2 separate regions of the Zea mays genome follow, and region 1 is linked to region 2. The links are chromatin contacts, called in public Hi-C maps. All regions are on one chromosome and are shown on one strand. Each heading gives the region's core, a stretch centred on a gene start, on an enhancer-like site or on the middle of the called end of the contact. The rest is flanking DNA. Distances are from core to core; before and after follow the strand shown. Region 1 holds the start of LOC100279770. Region 2 holds the start of LOC100277183 (AT5g02160-like protein).

Region 1 (6,817 bases), core at 4,318-6,817, 210 kb after region 2:
TTATGGTCCATAAGTTCCGTGGTGAAGTATCGAAGAGTTGATAACCACACTACATTCATATCTTTATCATATTGAAACATGTTAGAAGAAACTCTTATTGTAATATGTATTTTTTATTTGTTGTTTATTTAATATAAATATCTTTATATATATATTAAGTGATTATATTGATAATATATATGTATAATTAGAAGGGGCTCTACATTAAAAATTGCCCTAGACCTTTAGCGTGAGCCTTCCCATGGCCATGACCGTCTGTAAGGATGACAAACCCAGATGGAAGGACGAAACAGTGATCCTTTTTGACCTGAGGTTTACATGTACTTATCGGCATCATCGATTTCGTATCCTACCTGTATTCGAATTTATATTAACCGGGTAGTGTTCATATCTATCCCGATAACAAACATACCAGTATCTGTATCCGAAATTTAGATTATTTTGCTACCCGTATTCGATACTAGATTCGGGTATACGTCTCGTTTTCACCCCTAGCGCAGAGGCAGTAATGATAGCGCCAGGGCTCCATGCTAGACCTGTTTAAACGTTGGGTCGGGTTCGGGTCATGGGCCATAGCACGACCCGTACCTAGTGTCGTGTCGGGTCGGTTTGGCACATGTCTCCCTGTTTGACATGTCGGGTCGGGTTTTTTCAGGTTGGGTTTGGTTTTTTTGGCTTTGGGTCGGTTTATTTTTGGGTTAGGTCGGGTTTTGGGTCAAAAATCATATTTTGTACCCGACCCGCGAGTTATTACGGGTTAAAAATTATGGCTCGTACCCACCCGTTGCATTGGTCAGGTCGGGTTGGGCCAGGTTTTTTGGTGGGTCGGGTGTCCCATGATCAGGTCTACTCCACGCTACCCACGTCGCCCGTTATAAATGAGCACGATCAGACCCATATAGACAACACAGTCTCATCTGGGTAAAACACTCAGTTTTACCCCGACATAGTAGCTCCTTCTTGAGTAAGCTACTGACGAGTGACCCCTGCCTTGGTCTATAAAAGGAGAAGGTCGGTCACAAGACGAGAAGGTTGTACGGAAACGAACACACAAGACACTCAACAAAAGGCAACGACACATGTCCAATGATACCTAAAAACCTGGAGGCCGGAGCCAGGGCTTAGCGTAGGACTCCAGTCCCATAGTTTTTAGGTCCAACCACGTATCTCTACTATCTATTAAGTCAATAGTGTAGACCACAACACAACCATGCCCCCGCCCCGTCCTCATCCCGCGCGCTCCGCTGGTCAACCAACCGAACCTCTCTCTGCTAAAACCCCACTGCCTGCCTCCGCTATGGCCACCTCCCCCACCCGACGCCCCCATTTCCCCGACCTCAGCACCATGATTGTCGCCCCTACGGCCGCCCCCACCATCGCACACCCAGCGCCACGCCCGGGATACCCGAAATCCACGACCACTGCCCCTGCTCCCGCCACTCCCAGCGTCGGCCGTTCTTGGTGCTCAACCTCACGCCTGCGTTGGACTACGCCTCGCCACCATCCATGGCCGACGCCCCTGCCTGTCGTGCGGTCCCAGCCCGACAGTTGCCGTGCGGACGCCCCATTCGTGATGCCCCCTATCGGTGAGCTGGAGGGGATCACAGAGGATATTCTACTCGCACACGGTCCTCACGCAGAAGAGCCCGCTGGGCACCATGTGGATCGTCACGCACTTCGAGCTCTTCGAGCAACGTCAGGTCCGTCGGCTCCGCTAGCTCATGATCATATGTTCTAGAAGATGCATAGCGACATCATCGACATCCCCGCCTACACAGGTCCGTCGGCTCCGTCCATCCCTCTGTCGTCAGCACGTTTTCCCTTACCTCTATCGTTCGCTGGTAGAAAATAGTAGGATAATTTTCTGCTCCCATTGTTTCTTTGGCGACGGATTCTTTCGAGCATCCGGTGGAGGCTTAAAAGTGCAGTGCTCTCTATGGCCTCTGGTGCAAATGCAGTGGAATCATGCGACACAAGGTCAATCGTGTGAGGAATTGGTCCCCAACCGACATTCCACAAGTTAAACAGAGAAGGGGATTCTTTGGGTTTTGGTTCAGAACTCCTGTGTAGATGATATTCCCAGTTATTATGGGTTTCTGTCCATATTTTGGTTAGTGATTATGAATTTCATCTAAAGCATGGTTCTTGTCACAGAGTTTATGCATAATCACAGTAGAAAAAATTAGTCATTATCCGCCTATTTTGTTTCTTGCAGGGAATATTTTAAACTCTATTGATATTCTCTTGTGTAACACTAACGCTGTGCGACACACTCTGGTTGCTGCAAGCTGCCGACGTACTACGTGCTCTAGCCCATCAACGCCATATTCTAGGCATCCCCGGCGTCTGGCGCGGCCACGACGGCAAATGGCATCGACTGTCATGTGTGGAGCAACGACCGACGAGTGTTGTGTTTCCATTGCGACGCGTGCAAGGATCGATGGTTTAGTTCATAGATGTTTGGGGTTTGGTGACTATTCAGTTTAATATGTCTGTAGTCTTTTGATGTTTATACCTACCAAATGTTGACACAATTCTATCACAAATAGCACCTATTAGGGCTTTATGGATATTATATTCCAAAATAATGCCACAAATGTTCATATCTAACACTTGGATGACAATGCATTCTTTGTTGTTGGGTAATATGCAGAAGCCACACTCCTTTTATTTATCCATATCTGCTTGGATTCTCAATCTCACGCTTTTTTCTCAGGATGGACTATGGTTTATGGACAAAAAATAGTTGCAGTACCTATAACAAATGGGATGGTGTAGCACGCTCTAAAATCCAGGTGCTGAAATTCTATGTCAAGTAGTATTTCTAGACATCCAAATTAACCATTGCTTGGTGACAACTATTAGAAGCAACACCCTACCCGCAAACAATCGAAATCATGTCTTACCTAATGTTATGGTCACATTTAATATAGCTCGAGTAAGCTCATTTCTGAATTTGTTACCATAAAAAAGTAGTATTGATAGAAGTTGGTGCTTCCAACACCTAGGCAAATAGGTTCTTCTACTAGGGTATGCTACTGATTGACGTCATCTTCAAATGGTAGGCATATTGATGATTTGGCTGCCACCATAAGTACCTGACACTAGGCTTTGTTCGTTGTACACCATCTTATTGTTGCCAACTTAAAATTAAGGCAAGCTGATCACTCTACTCCTTATTTTTAGTACTTCATCATAATGTCCAAATATGATGCTGAGAAGTTGCAGACTCTATTGTTGTCCTTAGTACAAACTGTTGACATTGGACAAGGTGATGTCATACTATGTCAAGAAGAGAAAAGATCCGATCAATTTTCTCATGCAAGCTTGAAGATGTGATGGCATATTATGGCAAGAAAAGACCTAGCCCATTTTTTGATGCAAGCCTGAAGTTATGCTGCACATTGTTGAAGTTATGAAGTGTTTGATTTGTTTCAGTTTTAGTCTTAATGCACATCTGAACATTTGAAAAGGGGTCTGTAGTAATGTACTTTTCACATCGAGCTGAGTTGTTTTGATGGTCGTGTGCCTAGGACTGCTGTCCTTTGTTCCTGAACTAGACTTTGAGCTACATTTGTCTATTCAGACATGATTGTGAAAAATGACAAATTAATGGAACCAATTTGGTTATCGATTTTGTGTCATTAATATTAATCATCATTTGATATATTACATTTAATATATATATATATATAGGTGATGAAAAAGATAAATTAAACAAAAAGATTGATACTTGTGGTAGTTGAAGGGAAATGTAATTTTATATGTATGGTGGATTGTAGGGAAATGATATAGAGGGAACCGCTACGGGAGTGGTGATATAGAGAAGGGAGAGTTTGCTAATGTGGCGCGATATTGGTGATATAAGATGACAATTACTCCCTCCATCCACATGATTTAGTCGTTTTGGTTTGTCCTAAGTCAATCAATATAAGCTTTGACCAATTATATTAGATGTTTTATAAGATTTTACAACATAAAAGTAAAGTTACTAGATTCATCATAACTTGAACTATTGTAATATACAATTCTTTTAGTTTAAAATAATTTAATCTTATATATATTGTTAGTTAAAGTTAAAATAGTTTGATTTAGGACAAACCCAAAACAACTAAATCATGTGGACGAAGGGAGTAGTGTTTTTGTATATTAGCGTATTTTATCAGATTGAAACCGTAGCAACACATAGGCACATAACTAGCTATGTTCAACACATTCTGCCTCATTTCTCTAAATGTTGCCAGCTGCTCTCCAATAACATTACATGGTTGCCTCATAGTCTATGTAAGGAAACCTAAAACTTGAATGTGCACAACTTCAGTTGTTGTGCCTGTTTTTAGAGGATTCATCTTTAGATGAGTTGAATATTGTCATAATACTTATCCATATGTATGTAATGTAGAAATCATGCTACACCATATTTCCCCACAACATAAAAGATAAAAGGGCCATATTTGTGAGCTAAAATAATTTTGATAGTCACAACTCACCATCCCCTTTTGATAGGCTTAAGATCTCCTTTTTTATAATTTTTCACTCTGCAATGCAAATTTGTTCTATGGAGACCATGGTACATCATCATATCTTGTATTATCAACTTAGAATTTGCCTATTTCGATTAATAGATTAGCCAAATTTTGGTTGTTCGAAATGACAAACTTCAACATTTGTTGTGACTATTGAGTTGATTCTTGATAGTACTAAACAATAACTTATGAGTGCACAAGTATCCTCCGTTGCAACGCAGAGGTACATACCTAGTAAGAGACTTGAGAGCCCTTCTTTTCTCTATCACCGCTTGTAACCCACTTATAATCCCTATTATGAGCATTGAGCAACAAAGGTGTTGATAGTGCGAGCCGCCGAAGACTGGATGTAGAGATGTTCTGTCCGAACCAGTATAAATCTTGCGTCCACCAAACACACCTTCCAGAGCTCAGGACACACACATAGAAATTTACTTGTCGGAGCGGAGGTTCGAACAACAACATCTAAAAATATCCTTATCAAACAAGTAAAAAAGATACATATTACAATATTAACATAAAAGTTTCTTCTAACATGTTTAAACACGAATGAGTAATGGATACACCATAATTTTTATTTTTTTCGACACTTCGCTACTGAATCATTGGACTATATATTGATAGTCTGACTACTATACACATGTACCTAGAATGGGGCCTATGAATTTGGGGCCTGAGGCGACTGACCCTTTGCCCCACCCTTAGGCACACACTGTGTGAAAGAGCTACACTACGTGTGGCTTCATATCATATTGAACTTATGTATTTTTTCACCATCTATGGTGCGATAGGCTAGTGGTAGACGAGTAGCAAGAGGAATAGATGTACGCACTTTGCACGTGACACGGAGTATGATAGTAACAAAGATGAGTGACTGTGTAATGTGACTGTGTGTGTGAGAACAAAACCCTAGAAGAGGACCCAAAGCCCTCGGGCAAATCTGGGCCGTCTACCCCCAAAATCCAACGGCGCACCTCGCTCCGCCCGTTGTACTTAATCGAGCCGCAACCGGCCTCTGACTGATTTCCTCTCCGGTCTATTCTCTACTCTTCTTCCCCAGTCCTCCCTACTCAGTACTTACCTCAGCACGCCACTGCTCGAAGGCGGAGCGCCTCCAAAATCCATCCCAATCCCAAATCCTCTGAATTCGGACGCCGCTCGCCCCACGCAGATGGATGCCCGCCCCTCGATTCGCCCGCGCTGAGCATCCGAACCCGGTTCCCGCCGCCTCGGCTCATTCCGGCGCTGAAAGATTCAGCTCCGCGCTTCCGGCCGCCGGAGCTCGGTAATGGCGGGGTTCTAGCGCGGCGGACTTAAAGATCTAGCCTCCTCTTTTCCTTTCCATTTTCTCTCTTTCGCTGCTACCCCCTCACACCCCCACGGCGATGGTCACGGAGATGGCGGCGCGCGGCGGCGAGGCGGCGGCGTTTGGCGCGGAGACCGACCGCGGCGACTTCGAGGTGTTTCGCAGTGGCTCCGCGCCGCCCACTGTCGAGGGAGCCCTGGGCGCCGCCGGGGCCGACGGCGGCCTTCTCGTGGACGACGACCTCCGCGCCGACCCGGCGTACCAGAGCTACTACTACTCCAGTGCGCACCTCAACCCGCGCCTCCCACCGCCGCTCCTGTCCAAGGAGGACTGGCGGTCCTCGCACCACCGCCTCCGCTCCGCGGGCTTCGGCGGGATCGGGGACGGCAGGAGGCAGCAGCAGCAGGCGTCGGCTGCCGAGGGGACTGTCGGCCTGCCCGGGATCGATCTTGGTCGCCAGAGGAGCTTCTCCACCATCTTTCAGGTGGAAAGATCGAATCTTTTCTCCCACTTACTTCTTAGGTTTACCTTCATTCTGTGCTACTAATATACATAATATACGTGCTTCGAGAAAGCCTTTGACCTTCTAGTCGTTCCTGTTTTTGACTGATGAGTGATAGGCCTGAGTTCACTCCACTTATAGTGGAGTATCTATATATCAAGCGTCCAAGTATCTTAGATTTTCTATATTTGACATATATTAGGTGTCTAGTCGTTGTGCTTTCTCTACAGTGTGAATGCGTGATTGCACGTGAGACCTGTGGTTTCTGGTGATGTCTTTGTCTTGCAGTTATATGTGATCTATGGATTTTGTTCGAGTGGTGCTTCTTCATTGATAGCGAAATTTATTTACGCGAAGATAAGTGACGCAAGGAACGAAAAAACGCCTTCTTTCCATATTTGGCTTTGGAGGCCTAAGTTGTATTTTCAGCTGACTATCTTGATTGTGACGTTATACCGTTACTAGTGACGTTATGATGAATGC
Region 2 (6,728 bases), core at 1,224-3,723:
CTGTGGTAAGCGAGGCAGCAAACCAAATAACCCCTAAATATTAATGTCTCGAGTTTTAATATTTAAAACATGAACCTATCACCGAAACCGACAGTGGTAGTCTGAGCTGACATTGATAGTGGTGAGGGGTTAAAACCCAGCGGTGATAGTCTATTCTAACATATGTCACCGAAACCAGTAGTGATAGTTTAAGGCTATCTCCAACAACTTATTCATTCTCATTTCTTATTTCAAACTGCACTCTACATGATAGCACAATCTACAATGCAAAATAGTGTTTTGCACAGTTATATACACGATCTGCTTACCATAGCTTAAGCCTATTCTGAGGTAGAGTAATTTCTAGGTTGAAATATATTTTATTATTGTATATATTTATGAAATGTTGTGCAAACAATTAGTTGATGATCAACAAATGATCATCGAGTTGTATTGTTGTGTGTGGTACCACTTGTGTTAGATGTGGGCTACTACTTTAACATAGGAGAGTTCTTATTTGCTACCACTTTCATTGGGAGAGTGGCCATACAAAAGTTGATATATTGGAAGTATGGTCCAAAGTGCAAGTGCAAACTGATGACCAGCTGCCTCGATTGAATGCAGCTGGACCCACTTACTAATAAACGTTAAAACAAGGGATACAATATAACCAAACTTAGGGATATCAATTTAACCCGTAAAGCCGAAATTTGACGGGTACCCCGACCCGGTGGGTGTGGGTATAGGTGAAGATTTTGACCCGCGGGTGCAACTCATACCCTACCCAAAGTTTCGCAGGTGTGGACGTGGGTTCCTATTTCAAGTTTTCAACCCGCGGGTGAACCGAACCCGACGCGAAATTTTGTTCATTCTTTAATTTGCATGAAAATATTTAAGCCATAATAGTAATTATTTTGAATAAGTAACTTGACTAATGATTCATAAAATATTTTGTTGTTGCTCAACATGAGAAAACTTAAAATTAGTAGATATAACTCAATTATTATCGGTGTTAAATTGCTTATAGCTAAATTATTATTTAAAAGTGTACGCAGAGTAAAAACCCGCGGGTGACCCGAAACCCGGATTCTGGCGCGGGTTTGGAATTGCACCCGTGAGTGTAATCACGAGATGGTTTAGTAGACTTCACAGGTGCGGTCACGGGCGGGTTTTTGCTCAGCCCGACTCAAACCCGACCCATTGTCATTCCCTAATCAAACAACCAAAACTCACAAAAAAATTAATATATATATATATATACTTTAGTATATACTTTACTAATGTATCAAAAATTTAAGTTCCAATTCATCCTATGGCTAAAGGTATAATAAAGAGAAAGTTCTACCATTTTTTATTCTTTCACATCGTATAAATTTTTCGTCTTTTATATCTTTTAACATAGGATGGATTATAATTTAGATTTTATACATTGGTAGAGTATATAATAAAGTATTTCTATTAATATTTGGATATTTTTTCAGAACTTTAGATAGTTCGGTTGCACGAAAAGCTTGATTGCACAACAGTTTGATCTGATAGACATACATATATTGAGAGACATCACTAGCACATACAACAACACCACCGACAACAATGTTATTGCACAACATCGTTTCTGACAAAGCAACAGGTTATATTACAGACCAAATTAACACTCACTCAGCATATACATTCAGACATTGTCGGAGAGGAGATTTAATTAAGAGCTTATACAAAGGAGCAGTTTGGTTGGTCCATGCATGCACATCAGCACATGTATATGAGCTTAGTACGTAGCATGCATGGTGGATGGGATTATTTAGCTACTTGTCGATCTGTCCGAGCTTGCCGAGGCCGTTGCAGTTGGGGCAGACGATCTGGGCCTCGTCCTTCCTCGCGGCGTTCGCCCGCAGCGTCGCGCCCGCCTTTCGGATGAACCCGGCGCCGTCGCACTCCGGGCACCTGCAAATATATATATGGCGCGCGTGGCCGGCCAGTCGCCATGAGTTGATGCATGCATGCATGGCATGCCATGGCAGTAGCAGTATATATATTGATGATGGAATCGGATCGATGATGGCGTTGCCGTTGCCGTTGCTTACGTGTCCTTGCGCGAGAAGAGTATGGGGAAGGCCGTGCCGACGAGGGCGACGGCCACCGCGCCGGCGATGAGGTACGTGTTGCCCTCCGCCGCGACGTCGCCCACCGCCGAGACCGCGACAAGCCGGCCGCGGCCGCCCGCCGCCGCCGTCGTCCTCTTCCTCGTCCTTATCGTCGACGGCGGAAACGAAGACGCAGCACCGCGTGGTGGCCCGCCGGCGGCCGAGCAACGAGCAGTTGCGGCTCGCGCGTTGACGACGGCAGCCATTGTTGCTAGCTAGTTGTCGGTGGTTGGCTACGGGTCGATCGACGGAGCACTGGCCGGCAAGAGATGGAGTGAACGGAGGTGGCTGGCTAGCTAAGCTAGTGAAGGATTAAGGATGGAGAGGTGGTACTGGTGGCGACCAGGATGAATTGCGACCTCACAAAAGTGGGTCGCGGATAAGCGAGGGAGGGGAGTGGGGAGGCACGTCGCTGCCGCCTGACTGGTCGACCCATGCTGCGACCGTGATCCCGTCCCAACGTTTCCATCTGCTGAATAACCACCGTGATCCTCTGCTGAGTCAGCCAGTCCTTGTCAGCATGACCAGCTTCCATGGTCTGGTTGTTAGGAAGAAACTTCACTATATAGATAACTCGTGTTGTATCCAACTGGATTTCTTCATTTGTATGGATAAAAATTTAAAAGATAAATCTAGCTAGTATGGTGATTGTAACGAACGGACATGCATAGGCTCATATTGTAAAGTTGGGCTTGCACTAATGATTTGATTTATGAATTTTAGACAAACCCAATTCACCTCTTTCTTTTCTTTCTTAGATATATCATGATCTTTTCAAAGGGCAGGGGACATCAGTATCGTTTATTCTATTAAACTAAACTAAGTTGGTCCTTCTACAACCAGCAATGACAATAATCACACATCATTGTTGGTTTAAGATACCGGCAGTGATGACTCCTCGATCGCTATCGATTTAGTTTGTAGCCAGTAGTGATGCACCTCTATCACTACCGGTCCAATACTTTATTTGCTTTGTAACCAGCGGATGGACCATTTATCTCCAACTTCTGCACTTGTCTCCCTTTGTTGCAGCCAACTTTACCGAAAATTAAAGGGAGGTGCCCAAGCCTAGGTCCTCATCCTCACATGGGGTTCATGAGCGACTAAGAATCATATAATATTTGTACTATCATTATCTATACTACTTATTAAGACAGTAACAGTAGTCTGTCGTTCTGCCGTTCGCTAATCTACACCGTCCGTCCATCCTCCATCGTTTATCACAAATCCCGCCGCTCGATTCGAGGTCCACCGCCCGCTCGACTGTCCCCCTCCCGAGGCTGAATCGGCCAACCACTCGTCCATCGCCCAATCGTCCATCGCAACGCCCTCCTCCCCCGCTCGACCCTCGTCCAACCGCCGCCGCCCATGCCCAAAGGTCCTTGAAGGCGCGGCGCGATGCCAGTGCGGTCCTTGAAGGCGTCAGCGCCCGTGAGCAGCGCGACCTCATCGACCTCGCTCCAGAGCTTCTGGACGGCGCCGAGGCGGCGGCAACCGAGGCCATGGCCGTGGCGAGCGTGGCAGAATCCGGGGGAGCGGTTCGGCTTGCGGTCGCTCTTGCGCGAGGGCACGGCGGAGCCGTGGTCCGCGGCGCGCTCGCGACGGGAGCTAGGGTTAGGGTTCGGGGAGCGGCGGCGATCCTGGGAGCGGCCGCGGGACTTGGAGCGGGAGGTGCGTTTCTTGGAGCGCGGGGTGGAGGCGCGGAGGCGCGCGGCGGCGGCTTCGTCCATGGCGTGTAGGGAAGGCCGCTTGGAGGGCATCGGCGGTGTGGGGGCGAGGGCTCTCTCCCACTACGGCCACGTCTGGCGGCAGCAAGAACAGCTACTAGGGCTACCTCATCGAGGAGGAGAAGGGGCAGTGGCAGGCACTTTTCTCCCACCTCTCACATCTATTCCACACATCCTGTGGAGACTATAAATCACAAGTTATTTTACAACTGATCAGTATGACATAGAAACTATTTTATTTTTTTAGCATTCACAGCGTCCTACAAAGATAATGCACTTAGTGTGAGTGGTTGATAACCTGAAATTTTAATGTCACCTAGTGTGTCATGATGCCACTAATACTGACACAACTATATCTACTTTGCTGCTATCAACAAGCAATTCTTATACCGATTTTCCACATTATGCCATGCAAATGGACAACATGGATAAGGAATTGAGGTCGTAAGGTTATCGAAGCAGTTGAACAAGCACTATGCAGTCTATGCTACAACTGCTATTCAGCAGCATCACTTAGGATTTTGAATCGAGATCATCTGTCAGTAGTTATTTGCATAATTTCACTCAATTCATTGTGTCACTATTTCATTCCGTCATGTTTCCATAGATCTTTGACAATCTACATACTTGCCGAAGCACTTCCTGAAGCTCGTCATGCCTATCTGCTCCTGGATCGCCCGCTGTGCCAATAGCTACAACTCTCAGGTTTGTTTTGGCGCACTGCTTGTTTTAATTTGTCAAGTGCTTCTTCTTCTTTTTTTCTCTTGTGTATTGTATAAAAAAATGCTGGACATACTCGTTTGCAATGTCGCTGACTACATAGACTTTATTAACTCATCTGTTTTTGACTTAAAAATAGCTTCTCCCACTAATCGTTTGATATAGGTCCTATAGAAAATTATGAAACAGTTTGGTGAAAAAAGAATGTAGCAGTAAAACTTACTGATAAACGCAGGAATACTAGGAATTTCGAAACAAATGGCTTTGGAAATATAAGGAAACAAGATCTAATGTTAAACTGTAGCACTGCATGGACACCTCTGGGTGGGGCTAACAAACTAGAAGTAAGTGAACCAATAAAAAGGTGAAATTGTTTATCCTAACCTGCTAATCTTTTGTACTATGATGTCTTGCTCCTGGTTGGTCCTGTTCAGGGAATTATACTACTTCAACTCATATTTTTGCTGGATTACATGTTTACGTTTTGGAATGTCGTGTAATGCTTCTAAAGCTTTTGGCGCTATTTGGAGGGTTCAATAGAAATTATTTTATTGATTTTTTCAGAACGACATATTATAGGTTTTTTATGTTCATCAAACCTCAGCACCTTTGCATTCTAGCATTGGTAATGGATCTATCAACGCCCAGTTCATATAATACGCTGTGCTGTAGATGGCAATAGATCCAGAAATGTTTTTTGCGTCTTCAATAGAACCCTGTGTCTGGAGTGTCAGCGAAAACAGGTACGCTATAACTCTCTATGTGTACTCCTATTAACAACAATTTCTATATTATTAACCTCTAAATATAGTTAGCATGCCCAAAAGGTTTACCAAAATTTAATTGAATAAGATATTTTTTACAAATCTTAGTGTTGAACTATTAACCTCAAGGAGACAGGTAAGCATCAGTATCACTTAAATTTTAATGATTAGTCATTGTAATAGAAGTTTTGTGTTAACATTTTGTTGATGGATCCTACTTACTATGTGCTAATCAGCAGCTTTCAACAATGCTATTTGTTTACTGCGTCATCTGAGTTATTGTTTATTTCTCCTTTCCCCTGTACACGGAGCACAGAAGGCCACCAAGTTGATGATCACAAGCTTTGTCCACGGTTCAGACGGCCTGGGAAACCAGGATTTCCCTCCATCAGCTACCAAGCCTGTAGATCAATCGGCTGCTGCCTTCCTGGTTGAGCAACCAAATCTATACCCTGGACAAGTTACCATTGTCGCCCTCAGTCCACTAACCAACCTTGCTCTGGTTTGCTCTCCTCTCCTTCGCGTTGGTTAACCACTACAGTACATACATTGGTTGCACATATCAGGTGCATCTCTTGCAATCTAGCTTGTATGACCTCTTTTAGTTGATTTTTTGCTGCCGGTCTCTGTTTACCTAGACAGTCGAGCTTGACCCTTTGTTCTCGAAGAATATATGGCAGATTATTTTTCTTGGCGGTGTGTATTCAATTAATGGTAATGTGAACTATGCAGCTGAGGCAAATGTGAGGGTTCTCTTCTAATTTCTTCGATATGTTCTTTAGTCCTTAGTTATCATGTACCTAAGTAGTTTCACTAGAGCTCTGCAATGAGCTGGTAGGTACCACGATCGAGAGAAATGATACAGTAGCACTATTTTAATTGGAAATGTATCATCATGGGGCTCATGACTCCCAAATGAATTCAGAGAAAAATATGTTTTTCCTCTATATTGGGTGATGCTTAAACAGTGCATCACTTTGCTTGAGTCATTAATATTGGCTTCATGTTTATTCATAGATCTTTGGGGATCCTGACGTGGTAGGTAGATATTGTGTTCACCCGCGGTGCTGATATTTTGGCTATGGTACTAATTGTAACACATCAAGTAGTTTTAACCCGTAATTCTGCCATATTTAAGGGTCACATTATTTCTGCTCAGGATGTATGCTTCATATACTGAGATAATGCTTCTTTTATAACCTACTTCTCATTAGTCAATGGCAATCTCTACTACTCTATAAGGGTCCAGTGTGGGCGTCCACACTGGTACCGTGCCCCCGCCCCCAAAATTCTCGCCCCGCCTCGCTCTCCGTCGCGCCATTCCAGGGACCCTCCATCGCCGCCCCCGCCATCATCGCGTCAGCGCCCGCGCTCCGTCGATGGAAGGCGCCATTCCA

The links. Hi-C and Micro-C count contacts between places; a contact is called where the count stands out from the background.
Region 1: a contact with region 2 is called in a Hi-C map of leaf, with 5 times the contacts expected there. The contact joins the promoter of LOC100279770 here to the promoter of LOC100277183 in region 2. A contact is called at or near these places in 6 of 25 Hi-C or Micro-C datasets (bundle sheath, ear, endosperm and 3 more).

Annotation. Positions count from the first base shown.
Region 1 is chr8:137,940,242-137,947,058 of Zm-B73-REFERENCE-NAM-5.0, forward strand. LOC100279770 reads left to right here and starts at 5,568. Exons shown (of 9, transcript NM_001152728.2): 1 at 5,568-6,316. The coding sequence starts at 5,912.
Region 2 is chr8:137,732,177-137,738,904 of Zm-B73-REFERENCE-NAM-5.0, forward strand. It overlaps LOC100277183 (AT5g02160-like protein), which reads right to left and starts at 2,474. Exons shown (of 2, transcript NM_001150824.1): 1 at 2,061-2,474; 2 at 1,551-1,920. The coding sequence starts at 2,326. The coding sequence ends at 1,782.